Linked DNA regions of Mus musculus: regions 1 and 3 are each linked to region 2. A link is a contact called in public targeted proximity ligation data. All regions are on one chromosome and are shown on one strand. The core of a region is the stretch at or near the end of the contact, and the rest is flanking DNA. Distances in the headings are between cores, read along the strand shown.

Region 1 (3,929 bases), core at 1,377-3,876, 85 kb after region 2:
TTAACTAGTATGGTGAACAAGAGGGCTAAACCACTTGAAAATAAGAATTGAGAGGTCTCAGGTACTTGTCATAGATAGGCTGCCTATTTCAAAGAAAGAAAACAGAGGTTCTAAAATACCCTAGCTTAACAAACAAATACTCTTCTGTTCTTGCCTGTTTATATAGGGTCTTCCAGGGAAACTGTTATAATGTATAACAGAATGAGACTAAAAATGGGTTTTCTTGACCATCATTAATAACCACTGTTAACTACTTTAAAGAGACATGAAGATTAGTGGATGGCCAGCTCTCACTTGATACACACCAGCGTGGCCTCGGGTGAATGAGGATCATATCTGCCCAACACCAGGCCGATGCATCCATGCTGTTATCTACAGAGAAGACTGTTGCCACAAGCTCATTACAGAAGGACATTTAAGCCTATGGCAGAAATGCATGCATTGTACTGGGTAAAATAAATATGGACGATCACATATATATAAAACAATGATTTTAATTTTGTATCTTATTTTTAAAAGCATACATATTCACAGGAATAAGAACAGAAGCCTCCATACCAAACTATTGCCAGTGGCAACTTCTAAGTACTGCTTTTTAATTTTCTTTTTATTTTGTTTCCTGGTAGTATGAGAAAAGGACTTTTTATGTAGCCCTGGCTGTCCTGGAACTGGCTAAGCCAGCCTCAAAATCAGAGACCCACCTGCCCCTGCCTCCTGAGTGCAGGGAATAAAAAGTGTGTGCCATTTTCTTTAGGACACGCATGGCAGATTTTTATGTAGAATCAGATAAAGAGGGAAGCACTGAAACTGGTGGGGCACGCCTCTCATCATGGCACTGGGCAAGCATAGCCTGTTTCAAAACAGTTATGTATTAGTTAACAGGAAACAGGAGTAGGGAGAGGAGGGAGAGGGTGGTAAGGAGTGGAAGAGCAGCATTTCACTGTGACCAAGGACAGGTATACAAGCTAGAATTCTGAAATTTGTATAAGAATGGTAGAACCATCCTCCTCTGTGGGATGCTGAGGTCAAATTCCAGTCCCAACCTGCTATGTGACACAAGTACAAAAACAAGCTGACCCAATTGCAGCCACCATCCAGAGAAGCCTACACTGAGGACACAGCTCACAAGCAGACATACCTTCTAACCTAAATCTGAAATGCCGCGCCGCCGCCCCCCCCCGCCCCCCCCCCCCGCCCCCAAAAAGGAAGCAGCAGGGCCAATAGAAGCCACCACTTCTCCAAGGAGAATGCTGTCACCAGAGCTTCAGAATGCCCTTGTGTGGGTGTGAAATGTAAGGACATTCTCTGTAAGGCTGCCTCCTTAATGTCACTGCTGTGTGTAGCCAGTGAGGCAGAGTTGACCAGTCTGTGAAGTCAGAGAGCTAACATCAAGTATGGACTCCTTCATCCTCTAACCACATGATCTCAGGCAAGGTTCACCACGGCTTCAAGCCTCAGGTTGGTTCCTTTCAATGGCCTGCCATACCTAAGTCCAGGATTTTAGTAAAGATTTTAAATATTTATCAGTGGGACCGAAGATGTGGCTTCGTGACCAGGTACTCGACTGGCATAAAAGAGGGGCCTGGGTTCAATTCCCAATACCGGAGGTAGAAGGGGAAAAAATGGTTAAAGTATTTGTCAGGATGGATAGCCACTACTAACTCCTTAACATGCCTGAAGCCTAAGCACAAAGACTTTTAAAATCACGAGTCCCCTCATTTTAAACAAAGACAACAAAGTACGGATGTCATGCTCCTAAGATTCAAGTCTGAGTGCCTCAGGACAACTCCTCCGGCGAGATCCGACAGCCACTGAGTCCACACATGGCGTCCGGGTGGATGGCTTGGGGTTTGTTCCCATTTGGTCACCTCTACAGTACTGGGGTGTCACCCTGGGGCCTTGCGAAAGCTGCAGTCCCATGTGACCTCTATTAAAAAGGCTTCATCTGCTGAGATACTTTTGTGAACTACATAAGACCTCCAGAAAATACCGCGTCCTTTCCTCTCTAGCATCTGCTTCCCTAGCTTTACGCTGGACAAGGTCAGAATGACAGCAGCCACCACAGCAGAGCCTGCATCAGAAACAGAGTATATTTCAAATAAGTTCTCATGACAATAATCTCAGCAGAGCGATGAAAATAGTAAAAGGTGAAAGTATTAATATTTAATCCTAATATGATACAAAGTAAGACCGTTTGAAATAGGAGTAGCACATATTTTAAAAGTATAGTTCCACAAGAATTAAACAGATGTCTTAAAATCCAATCTCAAAAGAAGGAGGCAGCACACCGTACCATTTCCAGACAATGGAGTACAGTCCAGGTAACACACCTACCACCAGGTCCGAGGCAGCCTCAGGGACGAGCATGTTAAGTACAAAAGCCAATGGAAGCCTATTTGGAGGGCACCCACTGGCCAAGGTTCAACACCATCTGCTCTGTCCCAAGAGAAGTTGCCTGTGAGGTGTCCAGTCAGAAGTTCCCTGTCAAGAGCACCTGGCCAGAGTCAAGCTTATCACTGCTGCTTTCCTTTTTGTCCCCTCAGGCAACCGGAAGGACCATCAAAGAGGCTGAGTCAGAGCTAAGGAGTGACATTCCAGGAAAAACAACTGTCTGGCCTGTGGAAAGGACTGGCTCCACGCCCACTGAGCACCTGTCTCTGACTCAGGGTCATCCAGATAGGCATGGCAGGCTCAGGCCATGCTCTCCCTCGTTACCTCTGACAGCTACGGTTTCACATCCAGCAACTGGCTCTTTTACATGTGTGCTGGTTTCTCAGCCAGGGTCATGTCAGGTACTAAGTTTCCAAGCCAGACAATATGGTACACTCCTATGAACTCAAAGGTGATCTCAGACCAAAGGGACAGACAGTTTAAGGCTAACTTTGAAACTGCATCATAAAATCCCAAAGCTAACCCTAACCTTACACGTGCAGGAGGCTGGCTCAGTAACAGTAGCAGCATTATGAGGGTAAACAACTTGAAAAAGAGCTGCAGTAGCCCCTCCCCCACACCTCACATCTTGTGTCTCAGCTTTTTGATTTTGTACTTCCTTCATTTTTATTAGCATAAAGCACATATAATTCATTTTCCTTCATTAAAAACTAAATCCTTAACCCTTGTGGTAAGTTTAAATGAGAATGGCTCCCACAAACTCAATGTCAGGTCCCTAGTTGGCAGAACTGCTTTAGGAAGGATTAGGAGGTGTGGCCTTGCTGGAGCTATGTCACAGGGGTGAACTTTGAGGTTTCAAAAGCCCAGGCCAGGCCCATCTCTGTCTCCAACTTGAAGAAGGAGAAGAAAAAAGTAAGCTCTCAGCTACTGTTTCAGCAGGCAGGGCTGCCTACCTACACATGTTTCCACAAACTGTAAGCAAGCCCCCAATCAAATGCTTTCTTTTATAAGTTGCCTTAGTCCCGGTCTGCACAGCCAGAGCTACAGAAAAGTAACTAAACACTCAGCTTCTCTCTTCCTCTTTCCCTCCCATTTTATAATCCATAAGGCTCTAAATCTTTTTGAGGTTCATCTAAAGCCGATGGTGAAACGCAAGGCCATTCTAAGCCTCAATCACAAATTATCAAGACGCCATTCCTGAACCTTGCACTGAAATAACCAGTCTACTGAACATGACAACAGGCTTAACTCCCCCTCCCCTCTGGGTGCCAGGGACGGAATCTAGAGCATCACAGATGCCAGGCATGCGTGCGCTCAACTGCCCAATCACACCCACGCGTACTGAGAAGAGACAGCTCAAAGGACAAAGATGCTCCACTTTGGATAGTTGTAACATCTTTTAAGAGATCACGTTTGGCCCATCATGGTGGAGCAAACCTTTACTCCCAGTACTTGTGGGAAAGAGACAGGCAGATTTCTATAAGTTCACGACCAGCTTGCTGAGCATAACAAGTTCCAGGGCAGCAAAGGCAATACAA
Region 2 (3,855 bases), core at 1,322-3,821:
TTATACTACCAATGGGTTGCTACTAGGTATATTCAATTCACACTTAGATAATCTGCCCCTCGCCCAAATGACTACCCCGTTCTTCTGAGGGGAGGGTCTGACCCCCAAACTATAGCAGAAAACACAGCACAGGATATGAGCTACTTGACTGTGTTCCAAAGAAAATCTATTCAACAACAGTTGTGAGAATCTGTGAATTAGTGGGATCCTCCCTCTGTAAGTCACATATAAAAACCAGGGTTTCATGAGCAGATCCAAAGCTTTGTATGAGAAACAATGTAACAAACCAGCTTTTTCCACTATGGCAACTGGTGTCTCAAACAATTCTCTGGACTTAACTTGTTCTATCCTATTATCTACAAAGTAACCATATAATTTAAAAAAATTTTTTAGCATGTTATTTGTATGTGTGTGTATGCAAGTATGTATGTATGTATGTGTGTATGTATGTGTGTGTGTGTGTGTATGTACGTATGCAAGTATGTATGTATGTGTATGTGTATGTGTGTGTATGTATGTGTGTGTGTGTGTGTGTGTGTGTGTAGGTCATAGGATAACTCATGGGATTCACTACTCTCCTTCCACCATATGGGTTCTGAGATCCAAATTCCAGGTTTAGGCTTGGTAGTAAGTGCCCTACCTGATCATTTCATTCTGCTGACCTACATAATTCTTCCAAAGTGTAAGTGTGTTTATAGCATTACACACCAGTGGCTACTGGTTCCATTTGAGGCCCTGCCCATAATTCACTAGAGTCTTACGTCACAACTCTCCCCAGCTTCCTGGGCCATTACAAATACTTAATTGAGTCAGAGAAATAAACCCCAGCCTCATACACTTGCTATGGTTTCTATCTAGAACACTCTTTCCCAAATACCTACTTGGAATTGTCTTTCATTTGACTCAAGTGTCTACTAAACTCCTCTCTCACCAGTGGCCTTTCATAATTACCCAATCTGAAAATATCACTTTAGCCCTATTTCCAACCCTCTGAGCCCTCATGCTGACTCCCCTTTCCTAGGTCCCTTACACTGGCTATTGTCATAGCCTCAGCTGGTGCCTGCCTGCCTCACTCTGCACGGACACATCACCTCACTAGAGCTCTCTACTTGCTCAGTGCTCCCGGGGCCCAGCACAGCTCGAGGACAGTAGGTTGCTCACTGACTTCAAGTTGAATGAAGGGATGGAGTTAAAATGAACACATTTTACGTTTATGTTTACGTGTGTCACGCTCTGTCACAGGCATTGGGATACAAGAGTGAGTAAGGGACATTGTGTCCTTTTCTCCTTTAAGAAAATTCAAAAGGAGAGAGATATAAAATTGACAGAATGGAAAGTGATGTGAGCTTCAGGTGTTTACAGAGACTTGGAGGAACGGCGTTAAGGTCAGACTTAAATTCTATTGTGGAGAGCCTTGAGCTTCATCTGATTCCACAGTGTGGATCCCCAGTTAGAAGTGAAAAGAGAGACATGCCTACAAACAGAACTGACGGAAGTCATCTGGACAATGCTAAATGAGTTTGATCTGTGTTTCTAGAGATGGGGCTGAGGGACGCTGGTGGAGACGGAGACCACGTTAGGAAACTTAGCTCACAGATCTGGTTTTGGTCGAGGAGAGTCTGAGGCACCCAGATTACACACTCAGCCTAGTAAGGAAACCTGACTTGAACACTACAGCGCCACCTTCTCTGTCAAGGGTTGGCAATGTCCTCACAGAGTGGGGCCGCAGGGAACATGCAGGAGCCTCCGTGTTAGCGGAGAGCCATACACAGAGTCCCAGGCCTCGGCTCTACAGTCTGCAAGCTCAGAATGCTCGTCATGGTGCTTTCTTAAAACAAGGGGTACCTGGTTTGCAGTGAAGTCTGACACAAAGGCAGAGATTTCCCGGGAATTTTTCCTAGTCAGTGGCTTGAAAGTCCAATTCTAAATGGGGAGACAACATTATTTACAATTTTAAAAACCAAAAACTTCAGAACCTACTTTCACAGTGAAGGACAACTGTATACAATATAAGACAGAGCTGAATGTCACAGATTCAGAATCGAGGTATCCAGAGCCCTGAAAGCCTGGTTCTAAAGGGCTTGGTGCTGGTGGATATCGGCCATTATACCAGCGGTCTCATTTTCCAATTAGTACATTATTCCTGACAACTTTGTCTTTTCTCCAAAGATAGAAAGTCCGAAGGAAGAAGGAACAGGCTGGCATGAAACGGACTCTGGGATTCTTAAAGTCAGAATCATCTGGGGGGAATTTGGGCTTTATTGGGAACTTAATACCAGCCAAACAGCTCTGATTCTGAGGGGCTGAGTTAAATGGCTCATGGCTGGTGGACTCCAGAGAGAGGGGCCAAACTCATAGGAGTCAAACACAAGGAAAGTTAAGGAGAACACCCATGTTTCCAAAATGGTTCAGAGAAAAAAAGTGTCACATAGCCAGTTAACTAGAAACGAGTAGGTGTTGGGTTGTCGTATCAACGTCATAGTACAAAAGGTTTTGTCTTTCTGATAAGAGCCAGGGAAGATACTCCTCCCCTTATACTTCCTACACTATCAGTGCCCCGCCCTGCCCGGCCCCACCCATGCCTGGAGTGCAACATACCAGTACTGGGAGAGGACAGAGGACACAGTCATGGTTGGGGACACTTAGGGCGACAATCTGCTTCCAAAGGAAAAAGCTGAAGTGAGGGCCTTACAGAGGCCTAAACAGGATACATAAACTCAAATTCCATCACAGTGCCTTACCCAGCAAAGTCAGGGCCAGTTTCAAACGTTTTCTAGGGCAGCAGAAGCCTTGCCTGGGAAGCTGCTGTTTGCTGGACAGGCTTAGGCTCCTGAGATGAAAGGGCTCATCTAAGGCCCCTCGAATGAAAAGCCACAGCCACAGCAAGGACCCAGGCCTGCTCTGAGTTAGCTTTGCGGAACACATCCCAGCTGGTTTACTGCTGCTGGAGAATCTGAATAAATAAGTAAATAAATGATCGCGGTGTTGGCCATAAGTACCAGGAGAATACCGAATTAGAAAGTTTAAAGAGTTTAGAGTTAGAAAGTTCAATTTTGTGAAAAATTTCCCTGCTAGAAAAAGAAAACCTTTAAATGAACTCTTCCTGTGATTTGAACGTTTCCTCAGAGCAAGACTGAAATGATAAAACACCGCAGTTCTGTGAAGGACTCAGTCTGACTGACCGAGTTATGTTCTGGGGCAGTAAAATTGCCTGTGTGTACAAATTTTGATGGAAAACCCAGAAAGTAAACTCACAAAAAATAAAGCAAATTTTAAGGGAAAAAAAAAATAGGTAGCATAATTTGAGGAGCGTGGGAAATATTTTCAATGGACCTTTAACGGGGCAAAGGGGAAATGTTAAAATGTTCCTAAGGGAAAAACAGGACTAAAATGTGTCAGTCAACAACAGCATGCATGTCAGGAATTCTGAACATCACTCTCTCTGAAACCAGCTTCTCTTAAAACCAAAGTAGCAGAAGAAGCAGCAGCAGCAACAACAACAGCAAAACTTTTTTTTTTCCTTTTTTTTCTCCAACACCTCCACGGTAGCATAGCCCATCAATTCTATTCAAACTTCTACTTCACTTATAAAATTGTCAAGCTAGATCCAAGTAAACCCGTGGCTGCTATGTCAGTGACTTCTCACAGGGACGAGGGTCCCCTGGCAAAGCCAGCAGGGGCCTACTCCTTCTGCTTGAAGACACATGACTTCATAAGCTGAGAGACTTTATCCAACACCAGGAAACCACTCAGAAAAGTTCAACAGGAACACTCCACCTGCATTTTGTTTTCTTGATGGAATATGACTCCTTTTAATAGCCAGCCATACTTGGGCTCAGGCAACTCAGTCTACTA
Region 3 (3,791 bases), core at 390-2,889, 110 kb after region 2:
AAGCAGTCTGTAAATAATCACCATGAATACAGACAAAATTTGAACTCTCCAGCCTGGAAGATGGATAAAGGCCTCTAACCGTGCTCCTCTAAGTCTGATCCTTGGAACTCATGAAAGAAGCTAGACATGGTAGCACACATCTATAATCCCAGCATCACTATAGTGAGAAGGGAGGCCGAGACAGAAAAGAGGCTGGAAGGTCTCAGGTCAGCTAGCCCAGAACCCCCAGTGCAGTTGCAGAAATGAGACAGACTGCGTCTCAAAGAAGGTGGAAAGTGAGAACTGATTCCCAAATGTTGTCCTTTGACTTCTACACACATGCTATGACACACGCACTTGCACACACACAGAAAAACAAAACAAAACATCGGTTTTTGTTGGTTTTTGTTGTTGTTGTTGTTATTGTTTTGTTTTTCGAGACAGGGTTTCTCTGTATAGCCCTGGTTGTCCTGGAACTCACTTTGTAGACCAGGCTAGTTTTGAACTCAGAAATCTGCCTGCCACTGCCTCCCAAATGCTGGGATTAAAGGTGTGCGCCACCACCGCCCAGCACAAAACATCTTTTTAAATGTGAAAAACCGAGTGTAGCACTGCAGTCTAGCACTTAGATCAAACTACTGAGTGATACTTTAAGTCCCATCAGTATACTGTTTCTAAGTCCTTATAAGATACTTTGTCTTGTTAGGTGCCTCAGACATTTCTAGAAGGTGTGAGATTGAAGCCTCACTTTCAAAGAGGTTAGAAAATTTGTTAAGAGCCTCTGAGAAGGCCAACAGATTAAAACAAAGCAAAACAAAACAAACAAACAAAAAAATCCTCTTTGAAGTTCGTCAATGCCAGAACCCACAATGGAAGGAGAACTGACCGCCAAAGGTTGTCCTTTGACCTCTACATGCACACAGTAGCACATATGTACACAAACGTATATACATGAACATACACATGTACATGTACACGCATACATACATAAATGTGCACAAACTATAATGCTGAATTAAAATGTATGTTTTTATAGAAATGAAAAATACAGTAACGTGGCAAGATACATGGTATCATTAAAATTTTGGGGGGCTTAGGATTACTTGCTAGATAATTATATATAATAACATACACAATTATAGTTTTGAATACAGGTATTTAACAAAATTGGCTGTCTTGTTTCACAGTCCATTTGTGTTGTGTTTTGTTATGTATATGGACTGGGTGGAGAGAGAAAGGGTTGGAGTTTTTCCACCTGTTTGAGCAGAAGGCTTCCTTTGTGGGTGGTAACTGAACCTCCCCTCCACATGATACTGGCAATTTGGAAATGTCTGGAGTAGGCATTGCTTCCTCATTACATCAACATATCATTGGCCAAGCCCTCATCGCGTCTTTAGAATGCCCTCCTCCCACGAGGCTGCTCACTAGACATAAACAGTCTGTAGATACGGCAAATCAAAAACACTTAACCTGCATAAGCTTACAGTCAGTAAACCAATGACATGAGCAGCTACCTCCAGTCTCTCCTGCAATGGAAAGATCCACAAATGAGAAAAGACATTGCAAAACAGAACAGCAAGAGAAGTAAAGGAAGCTACAGGCCTGGGCTCATTCCACTGCTAAGCGCTTAAAGGCTGAGAGCGGGATAGACGCAAGGAGTGCCTGGTGATTTCCATCTACCCACAAGGCAAAAGAAACCAAGAGCAAGCTGACTGCATTCTCTCCAAGCTATGATGAGTAGCCATGTCCCTCGTCAACTGCTCATCCCTGCCATGATATTTTTAAAATTCTCTGTACAACTGTGTGGATCAGCGTTTTTCACTAAGAATGCCATGGGGCTAGGGCAAAACCACTTTCTCTTTCAGTCTTCAGATGCTACTGTCAAGGGTGCCTCACAGGCTTTTTCTAAGGGGCGCCACAGAATACACAAACTCCTCTGTTATATCAATCGCCACAAACCTGGATAAACTTGTTCACAGGTCAGAAAATGAACCTGACACTGAAATAAGATTCTCAGCACTCATCAAGCTGCCTTATGGCATGAGGAGAATGAGAACAGAAAGGCAAGGTTAACCCACGTCCGAATCTCAAGTCAAGTTCTATTCATGTAAAACCACGACCTTAGGGAGGGAGGGGGACAGAAGCATCAAGATCAATCACTTTAAATCCTCACAGAATAAGGTGGAGGCAAAAAAATCGCCCCATCTCCGCAGGAATGCAGAGTACTCCCTTGCTAAGATGAGAACCCCAAGCTGGGAACCCCATTTGCAATGTCTCCCAAAACCCCAGTCCTGTGAGTAAAATGTGACAAACCCACCTTTCTTTGTCACTAACAAGGAAGTAACTGGGCTAGAGAGAAAAATTTGCAGGCTTGTGTGAAAAACAGCCAAACGCTGTTTTTCCAGAAGAGCTGGCTCAGAGTGCACTAATCTCTGTGCCCTGGGTTAAGATGCAGCATCTGGCTCCCAGGTCTCCACTGAAAAAAGTAGAGCTTGCAGCCTGCTCTCCACTGATAACGGTGAGAGCACGCCATGGCACTTCCTGTTCCCATCCCACCCACATCTGGAGGGAACACTCAGAACTGTGCACAGGCTCATCATGTTGATACATATGTTGAGGCTGAGCAGGTTATTAGGATATTTCACCAAGAGAGAGAAAGAATGCCAGGCTAGCCAAGTTGCACACATGATACCATTCTTCTTTGTAGCTAGAACCTGGAGTGTGAGAATATGTTACACATGTTGAGAAAAAGAGTCTTTGCCAAGAGTCTGACCAGAGGCCATGTTTCCTCTGGTCAAGACTGGAACACACAGTACCAAATATGGACGCACACCAAAAATTCATGCAAAATATCTGAAACCAGGGTGTGTAATAGGGCTCTGCCGGGCCTCTCCCATGGGGATCTGATGAAGCAAGTCTGGGTATCTGGGTGGTGCCTGAGAATCTTTGCTTTTAACAAGCACCTGAGGAACGGTATAAGCTCAGGCAAGTCTGGGGAACACTAGTAGACAATCATGCTCAGGCTACAGCCCTTAATAAGAGCACCAATTATGTACATTATAATAAATGCAAACAATAGCAAATAATGGTCTTCTTATACAATACTACTGTTGTGACAAGAGTCACTTTAAAGAAAGGTTGGTAAGTTGTGCAACAGTTAACAGCTAATACATGACAGCCACGCCATCTAAATAGACAGATGCCTAACTCCAACTGTGACCATTATACGCACAGCCTCATTGGCCAGCACAGATCCTGCCCATCTTGTAAAAAGTACCAACAGAGAAAGATTTCTGCATTAGCTTTTTAAAATCACGAACCACATACTGAGACCCATGCTGTTTCTGTGCATATTATCTTCATACATCTTTGGTCTCCAGACCTGTCCCCAGGAGGTAAAAAAGAGCAAAGCAAAAGGCCAGAGGCTCATCCCATACAAACAATTAGTTTAGCAGAACTAGGGTATGTTATAATTTAGCCCCCAAATCTGTGAAATGCAAGGCTAGATTTCTGTTTTCATTAAAAGTCTGGTTCAGTCGCTCAAAAGAAGAAGTGGAGGCTAGGTATTTATACCAATTTGTGAAGAAGAACAACAGAAAAAAAAGAGAAAGCAGGTAAATCCTGAATCCAGATGGCTCCCCTGGGATTCTTTGACTTTGCAAAGGCCGTGGCAGGAAACATCCAATGGGAACTGTGGTTCACACTTGGAACGTCCATCATCCAGGGCTGCTTAGCTTGCTCATAACTGCTAATGAATGGGAAAGGCAGCTGGAGATCAGGACAGGCAAGCAAGCCATACTCAACTGTGCACA

What was found.
Region 1: a contact with region 2 is called in a targeted proximity ligation map of embryonic stem cells, with 14 read pairs. A contact is called at or near these places in 1 of 484 Hi-C or Micro-C datasets (centroblasts), 5 of 130 datasets of targeted methods (CD8 T cells, embryonic stem cells, fetal liver and 1 more) and 3 of 9 other capture datasets (adipose tissue, liver and pancreatic islet).
Region 3: a contact with region 2 is called in a targeted proximity ligation map of embryonic stem cells, with 6 read pairs. A contact is called at or near these places in 4 of 484 Hi-C or Micro-C datasets (B cells, CD4 T cells, CD8 T cells and 1 more), 9 of 130 datasets of targeted methods (the 230-238 cell line, CD8 T cells, bone marrow-derived macrophages and 4 more) and 3 of 9 other capture datasets (adipose tissue, liver and pancreatic islet).

Annotation. Positions count from the first base shown.
Region 1 is chr19:32,239,770-32,243,698 of GRCm38.p6, forward strand. All of the region lies in intron 4 of Sgms1 (sphingomyelin synthase 1), which reads right to left. Among named protein-coding and RNA genes, the nearest start is that of Asah2, 140 kb to the left of the region's middle.
Region 2 is chr19:32,154,725-32,158,579 of GRCm38.p6, forward strand. All of the region lies in intron 6 of Sgms1 (sphingomyelin synthase 1), which reads right to left. Among named protein-coding and RNA genes, the nearest start is that of Asah2, 54 kb to the left of the region's middle.
Region 3 is chr19:32,270,227-32,274,017 of GRCm38.p6, forward strand. The region is part of intron 3 of Sgms1 (sphingomyelin synthase 1); the gene reads right to left. Among named protein-coding and RNA genes, the nearest start is that of Sgms1, 120 kb to the right of the region's middle.